Linked DNA regions of Mus musculus: region 1 is linked to region 2. The links are chromatin contacts, called in public ChIA-PET maps. All regions are on one chromosome and are shown on one strand. Each heading gives the region's core, a stretch centred on a gene start, on an enhancer-like site or on the middle of the called end of the contact. The rest is flanking DNA. Distances are from core to core; before and after follow the strand shown.

Region 1 (3,115 bases), core at 474-2,973, 400 kb after region 2:
CTGGGCAGCTTATATGTGGGCTAGGCCAGAGGCTTGCCGTGGGTCTCCTCGGTGCAGAGGCAGGGAGGAACTTGGTCCCTGCTGGCTTGAGAAAGGACTGTGGCTAAGATAGCACAGGGGCAGGTGACGCAGCCAAGACTAACGTGCCTGTGTGACGTTAGAGCTGGCTTTCTCAGCAGCCTCATATTCTGGAAGACGTGTTATCACTTTATTTTCTTGGGGGGCGGATCCCACAGAAACCCCGAGGTTGGATGTTATCTACTCAGTTGTATTTATGGTTTGTTGCTATGGAAGCTGGGGGTGGAGGCAGTGGTAGTCCAATGGTGAAGCTTGAGTGACTATTTCCTGTCACTGTGGACATCTTTGGGTAGGAAGTTACCATTGAGCACTGCTAAGGAGCCGCAGGGCAGGAGACAGGACTTCCCGGGTGGGCTTGCAGAGTGCCTTCCAGAGGCCGAAGTAGCCAGGTGTGGGGAGCTGTTCACTGGTCACTAGGACCTACTGTGTGCCAGGTGTTCTGGGATCTGAGGCGCAGACAAACCCCTGTCCCTGACTCCTTGGACTTGATTTTAGTTCTGACATTTTATTTCTTGGTTTTTTTTGTTTTGTTTTTTTTGTTTTTTTGTTTTTGTTTTGTTTTTTTGTTTTTGTTTTTGTTTTTAAAAACTCAGTGAACTTTCAATTTTGAACTAACTTTAGGTTTCCAAGAAGTTGTAGATAAGGCAGAGCTGACCGCTGTTCCCACTGTGCACGCTGCCCATTGCCACATGGGTCATCCCAGCTCAGGAAGTGACAATGGCATAGGGTCAGTGTCCCATGCAGGCCTCCACGTGCCTTCATGCTGCAACTCCAGTCCCCACTGGCCAGGGCCATTGCACAATCCTTGACTTTCATGACCTTGGCTGTCTTAAGAGCTCTCCAGGGGCCATGCAACATATTTCCCCCCTGAGGCCTGCTGACCTTTCTTACCAGTAGACTGGGTTGTGGGGCTGGGGAAGCAACCAGAGTGAGCAGGCCTTTCTGGGCCACCCTCTCAGGACACCAGAACCGCATGGCATGCATTCTGATCTCTACCTGTCCTGTCTTTCTTACCTAGCTGCTAATAAACATTCTGTTGGGAAGTGACACCCCAGGGCCAGGCCACCTTGGGTGAGTCACATGGCAGTGGCCCCACAACAGTGGGCCGCTGGATTACTTTGTAGCTGTGCAGCTATGAGGGCACAGGTGAGGGGGTTGGGAGGCACAGGCTCAGTCAGGATCTAACTTCCATTCATCGCAGGTCTGCAGGCTGGGACGTACTACCAGGGCTGAGAGTGGGGAAGAGCCAGTAACAAAGGGTATAGGAACTAAGTCCTGAGAAACCTGGGACCCAGGAGTGGTGACTCTGGGCATGTGATCTTAGCCCTTGGAAGGCTGAGTCAGGAGGAGTACTCCTGGTCTGAGGTCAGCATGGCCTATAGAGTAAGGCCCTGGCTTAGAACAAAACCATCTGTAACCGTGTCTTATTTAGCACTGGAAAGTGTTCTAAGGAGCATGAGACGGCAGCTCTTACAGAAAACATCACCTCGAGGCATCACCCAGCTTCCTTCACGTGACTCTCTGGAAGCAAATTATCTCTGTCATATCTTAATTCATAGCCACGGCAAAGAACAGCTATGACCTTGTATAGCAAAGCCCTGTACACGGTACGCCGTGTGTGTCTTCATGTGGTCTTTCTCAGGGGTGCTCACCACATTGTCTGCTTTCTGTTTTCTGACTCATCCTTCTCACCCAGCCCTGACCGTGGTAACCGCTCTCCTTTGAGCGTAGTGGGTTCTCCTTCCCTTCACATCTGCAGTTTGTTTTACTTCACCTAGTTTGTCTTTCATCTAGGTCCTTTCTGGCACAAGGCGGGATCTCTCTCTCTCTCTCTCTCTCTCTCTCTCTCTCTCTTGAAGGCTGAATAATATTCCACTGTGTCTGGGAGCTGCATTTTCTGTGTCCCTCCATCAGTGGTGGCTGTTCCACATTGTGGCTTTAGTGACTGGTGCTGTAATCAAGGGTGCACCTTTTGGGATTTCATTTCCTTTGGGTATGCAGAGAAGAGAGATTACTGGGTTGTTCTACTTTTGATTCCTTGTTTATCATAATGGCTATGCTAGTCTACACCCCTGACCCAGCTGTGTGCAAGCATTCTCCTAACTCTCCCCCACCCACACTTGTTGCGTTTTGGATCCAGTGGCCGCCATGCTAATGGCTGTGTGGTGGTATCACAGACCATTTTAGTTTGCATCTCCTTGACAGTTAGTTGATGTCAACCACCTTTTCGGTGTGTTCTTGGCCGTCTTGCTCATTTTTGAAAAAGTGTCTCAAATGCCCACCCATCTGCCTGCTTGTCTGCTCATTAAATCTTGGGTATTAAATCCTTTAATCAGATACACAGCTTGCAAATGTTTCTCCCTGATTATCAGCCGCCTTTTTCATTTGTCTCCTTTGCTGTGTAGATACAGAGTTCGCTGTAGTCTTAGCTATGTGTTTATTATCTGTGACACATTATTACTCATTTGTTACTCTTGTAGCCTAATCTGGCTGCTCTTCAATAAGCCATATTCTGCCAGGTGCTGTGGTGCACACCTTCAATTCTGGCACCCAAGTGTCAGAGGCAGGAGGACTTTTATGAATTTGAGGCCAGCCTGGTCTACAGAGTGAGTTCCAGGACAGCCAGGGCTACACAGAGAAACCGTGTCTCAAGCCTCCCTCATCCCCTGCCCCCCCGACGTCACCCCCTAAAAGTCATATTCCAAACTAGTGATTTCTTCCAGGAAATCTTGTGGTTTCTGGCTCTACATTTAGGTCTTACGGTTTGTTTTTCTTTAATCCACATCAGGATGATTTTCACATGTGGAATAGGACAGGCATACGATGGTCTCACCCTTTTACATGTAAAGGGGCAGGCTTCCGGGCACCGTTTACTGAAGGGATTATCTTCAACCCTTGTGTTCTCTTGATGCCCTTGCCAGGATGAGCCGACCATGTGTGATCTGCCCCCCAGGGCCTGTGCGTTGGTTTTTATGTTGGAATCATTCTGAGCTCATTACTATGGCTTTGTAGTATAATTTTATATCATGGAGTAGGA
Region 2 (3,123 bases), core at 400-2,899:
TGGACTCGGGTGGGGTGATCCTAAGAGTTAGACAGGCCTTCTCCTCTAGCCCTAAGCCATCTGTTCAGCCCAGGATGTCCCACTTGGCTTAAGACAGATTTGTTCCTATGTAACAGGGCAGGGAGCTGGGACAGTAGAGACAAGCCCTAGGAGAGGATACATTTGCTGGTTCTTAGCTTATGCTCATTTTGGGCAGCAAGGTAGGCAGAGTTTAGGCCAAGGCTACCAGCATAAGAGCTCAAGGCCTCTGATTCTCAGAAGTATTCCATCATCAGTCATAACAAATTAAAGCCAGTAGAGCCCTTGCTTCTACCTATGGGTATTAGGTTGCTTTCTCAGGAGACTGAGGCAATCAAGTGATCACTCATTACAGGAGAGGAGGGGAGGGGAGGGGAGGGAGAGAGGGAGAGAATGAGAGTGAGAGAACAAATGAACCAAAACAAACAGCAGCAACAAAAACCAGTGCTTCATGCTGGACCTGGTGTAGTACATACCTCTTAGGAGGCTGAGACAGAAGAATAATGAGTTTAAGGCTAATTTGGGCTGTATATTGAAGCCTTATCTCTAAACAAAAAAACAAAACAAAACAAGGATCTGGAGAGATGGCTCAGCTATTAAAAAGAGTATTGGCTACTCTTCTGGAGGACCCTGCTTCAACTCACAACTATCTGTAACTCCAGTCCTAGGGAATCAATAACCCTTTCTGACTTATACAGACAACAGACATGCATGTGCTTACACGAAGGCAAAGCACCCATATGCATAAATAATTTTAAAACTGTGTGTGTATAATGTATACATATATATGTGTACACACACACACACACACACACACACCTCTTCCCCTGGCACTTAGCCACATCCCAGTCCTACTTGCCCATTAAAGGATATGCTGAAAAGGTTGGTTGTAAGCTCTGCTTTTTCTTTTTTCCCTTTCCTTTCCTTTCCTTTCCTTTCCTTCCCTTCCCTTTCCCTTTCCCTTTCCCTTTCCCTTTCTCTTTTTTCCCTTTTCCCTTTTCCCTTTTCCCTTTTCCCTTTTCCCTTTTCCTTTCCCTTTCCCCCTTTCCCCCTTTCCCCCTTTCCCTCTTTCTCTCTTTCTCTCTTTCTTTCTTTCTTTCTTTCTTTCTTTCTTTCTTTCTTTCTTTCTTTCTTTCTTTCTTAGAACTGGGTGGTAACTGTATATACCTTTAATCTTAGCTCTTGGGAGGCAGGGGCAGATGGATCTATAAGTTTGAGGAAACAGAAATTTTGCCTCAAAAAACAAGAGAGAGGGAGAGAGAGAGACAGAGACAAAGACACCCTGACTGACAGACTGACTCTGTTAGGGTTTTATTGATGTGAAGAGACACCATGACCATGGTAACTCTTATAAAGGAAAATATTTAATTGGGGCTGGCTTGCAGTTTCAGAGGTTTAAATCTGTTATATCATCATGTCGAGAAGATGATGGTAGTATGCAGGCAGGCATGGTATTTGAGCAGGAACTGAGAGTTCTACATCTTCATCCTCAGGCAGTAAGGAGGAAATTGTGGGTTTCATACTGAGCTGAGCTTGAGCTTTTAAGACCTCAAAACCCTGCCTTCACAGTGGCACACTTCCTCTAACAAGGTCACATCTCATAAGGCCACTCCCTATGGCTAAGCGTTCAAACACATAACTATGGAGGCCATTCCTGTTCAAACCAATATACACATACTCACCCACTCCACACACACATGGGGAGAGGGGGGAGGGAAGATACTGAGACTGACTCTTTGTAGTTCTGCCTGCCCTGGAACTCACTATGTAGATAGACTAGGCTGGCCTTGAGCTCACAAAGATCCTCCTATCTCTCTCTCTCTCTCTCTCCTAAGTGCTGTGACTAAAGTATGTGCCTCGGTGCCCATTCAGACCTGGCTTTTTATGTGTGATGAACTCAGGTCCTCATGCTTGCACAGTAGTTGTTTTATAGTTGAACTATCTCCCTAGCCCTAAGATCAGTATTTTCATTGACCCATATTAGAAGTTATCCTAGGAAACCTGAAGAGCATTAGTCACCAAGTAGCTTCTAGCTGGGAGAGACAAGTGAATCAGGTATTGAGATGCCATAGCTGTGTCAAATGTGGGTTTGGTTCCCAGCACTAATATCAGGAAGTTCATAACTCCTTGTAACTTCAGTTTTAGGAGCTACAGTATCTTCTTCTTGGTTCCGTAGGCACGAGGTATACACATGGTGCAAATGCATAGTGTCCACTCTGGGTTGGCCATCGGTAACCAGAGTACCTCTCACAATAGCCTGAATACCAGCTAATACTGGTGTTACAAGGACTGGGAAAGAAACACTGAGTGCTCAGGATACTGTGCCAGGGCATGTTGCTGAGGCAAGGTGGGCAGAGGCCGAGTGAATGGAATGCTGGAGCATAACTGAAGCTCAGGCTAAAAACATCCAAGAACTACAGAGTTTGACTTGGTATGAAGTGTGAGATGTAGATCAAAGTTCATTCTTTGGGTCTGTGCATGTCTAGGTATCATAGCACCATTTATTGAAAAGACTGCCTTTTCTCTATCAGTTTGCTTTTGTACTTTTGTCAAGAGTAAGTTGGGCATGTTTGCATGGATTCCACTAAGCTTTTATTTTGAGGACTTGGAAAAGTGCAGAGGGCTGACTGTAGAAGTGCAGCGGGCTGACTATAGTGATATACACCTATAACACATACTCCTGCCACTTCTGCATACTTGTAGGTGGGTTAGTGTACATGGATGGTCAAAGGGAGGCCTATTCCCTTAGAAACAATTTGGATATTCCTTCTCTTACACTGAGGGTACAGTACAGAGTGCCTGACAGTCAAGTACAGTCTATGGCTTACTGCTTAGTGTGCCCTAACCCTAGGATCTAAGATCCAAACAGACGAACCTCTCAAATAGCTTCATTTTTGGTATTTCCTAATTTACTAACTTGAGGTGCGGTGAGTAGTGCTATTGAAAGCCATCAGTGTATAGCCGTGGCTGCCGGGACCCCCCCCCCCTTTTTTTTAAAGATTTATTTATTTTATGTATATGAGTACATTGTAGCTGTACATATGGTTGTGAGCCTTCATGTGGTTTTTGGGTATTGAATTTAGGACCTCTGCTCACTCTGGTCAG

The links. ChIA-PET counts read pairs in DNA pulled down with a chosen protein or histone mark.
Region 1: an RNA polymerase II ChIA-PET map of memory CD8 T cells shows a contact between it and region 2, with 8 read pairs. The contact joins two enhancer-like sites.

Annotation. Positions count from the first base shown.
Region 1 is chr17:26,570,733-26,573,847 of GRCm38.p6, forward strand. All of the region lies in intron 1 of Ergic1 (endoplasmic reticulum-golgi intermediate compartment (ERGIC) 1), which reads left to right. Among named protein-coding and RNA genes, the nearest start is that of 1700049J03Rik, 6.2 kb to the left of the region's middle. Within about 2 kb of position 1,724, at least 48 of the 459 cell types and tissues checked have an H3K27ac peak or open chromatin away from gene starts, as enhancers often do. A contact at or near this core is called in memory CD8 T cells, where this site is marked.
Region 2 is chr17:26,166,627-26,169,749 of GRCm38.p6, forward strand. All of the region lies in intron 2 of Axin1 (axin 1), which reads left to right. Among named protein-coding and RNA genes, the nearest start is that of Gm46600, 29 kb to the left of the region's middle. Within about 2 kb of position 1,650, at least 95 of the 459 cell types and tissues checked have an H3K27ac peak or open chromatin away from gene starts, as enhancers often do. A contact at or near this core is called in memory CD8 T cells, where this site is marked.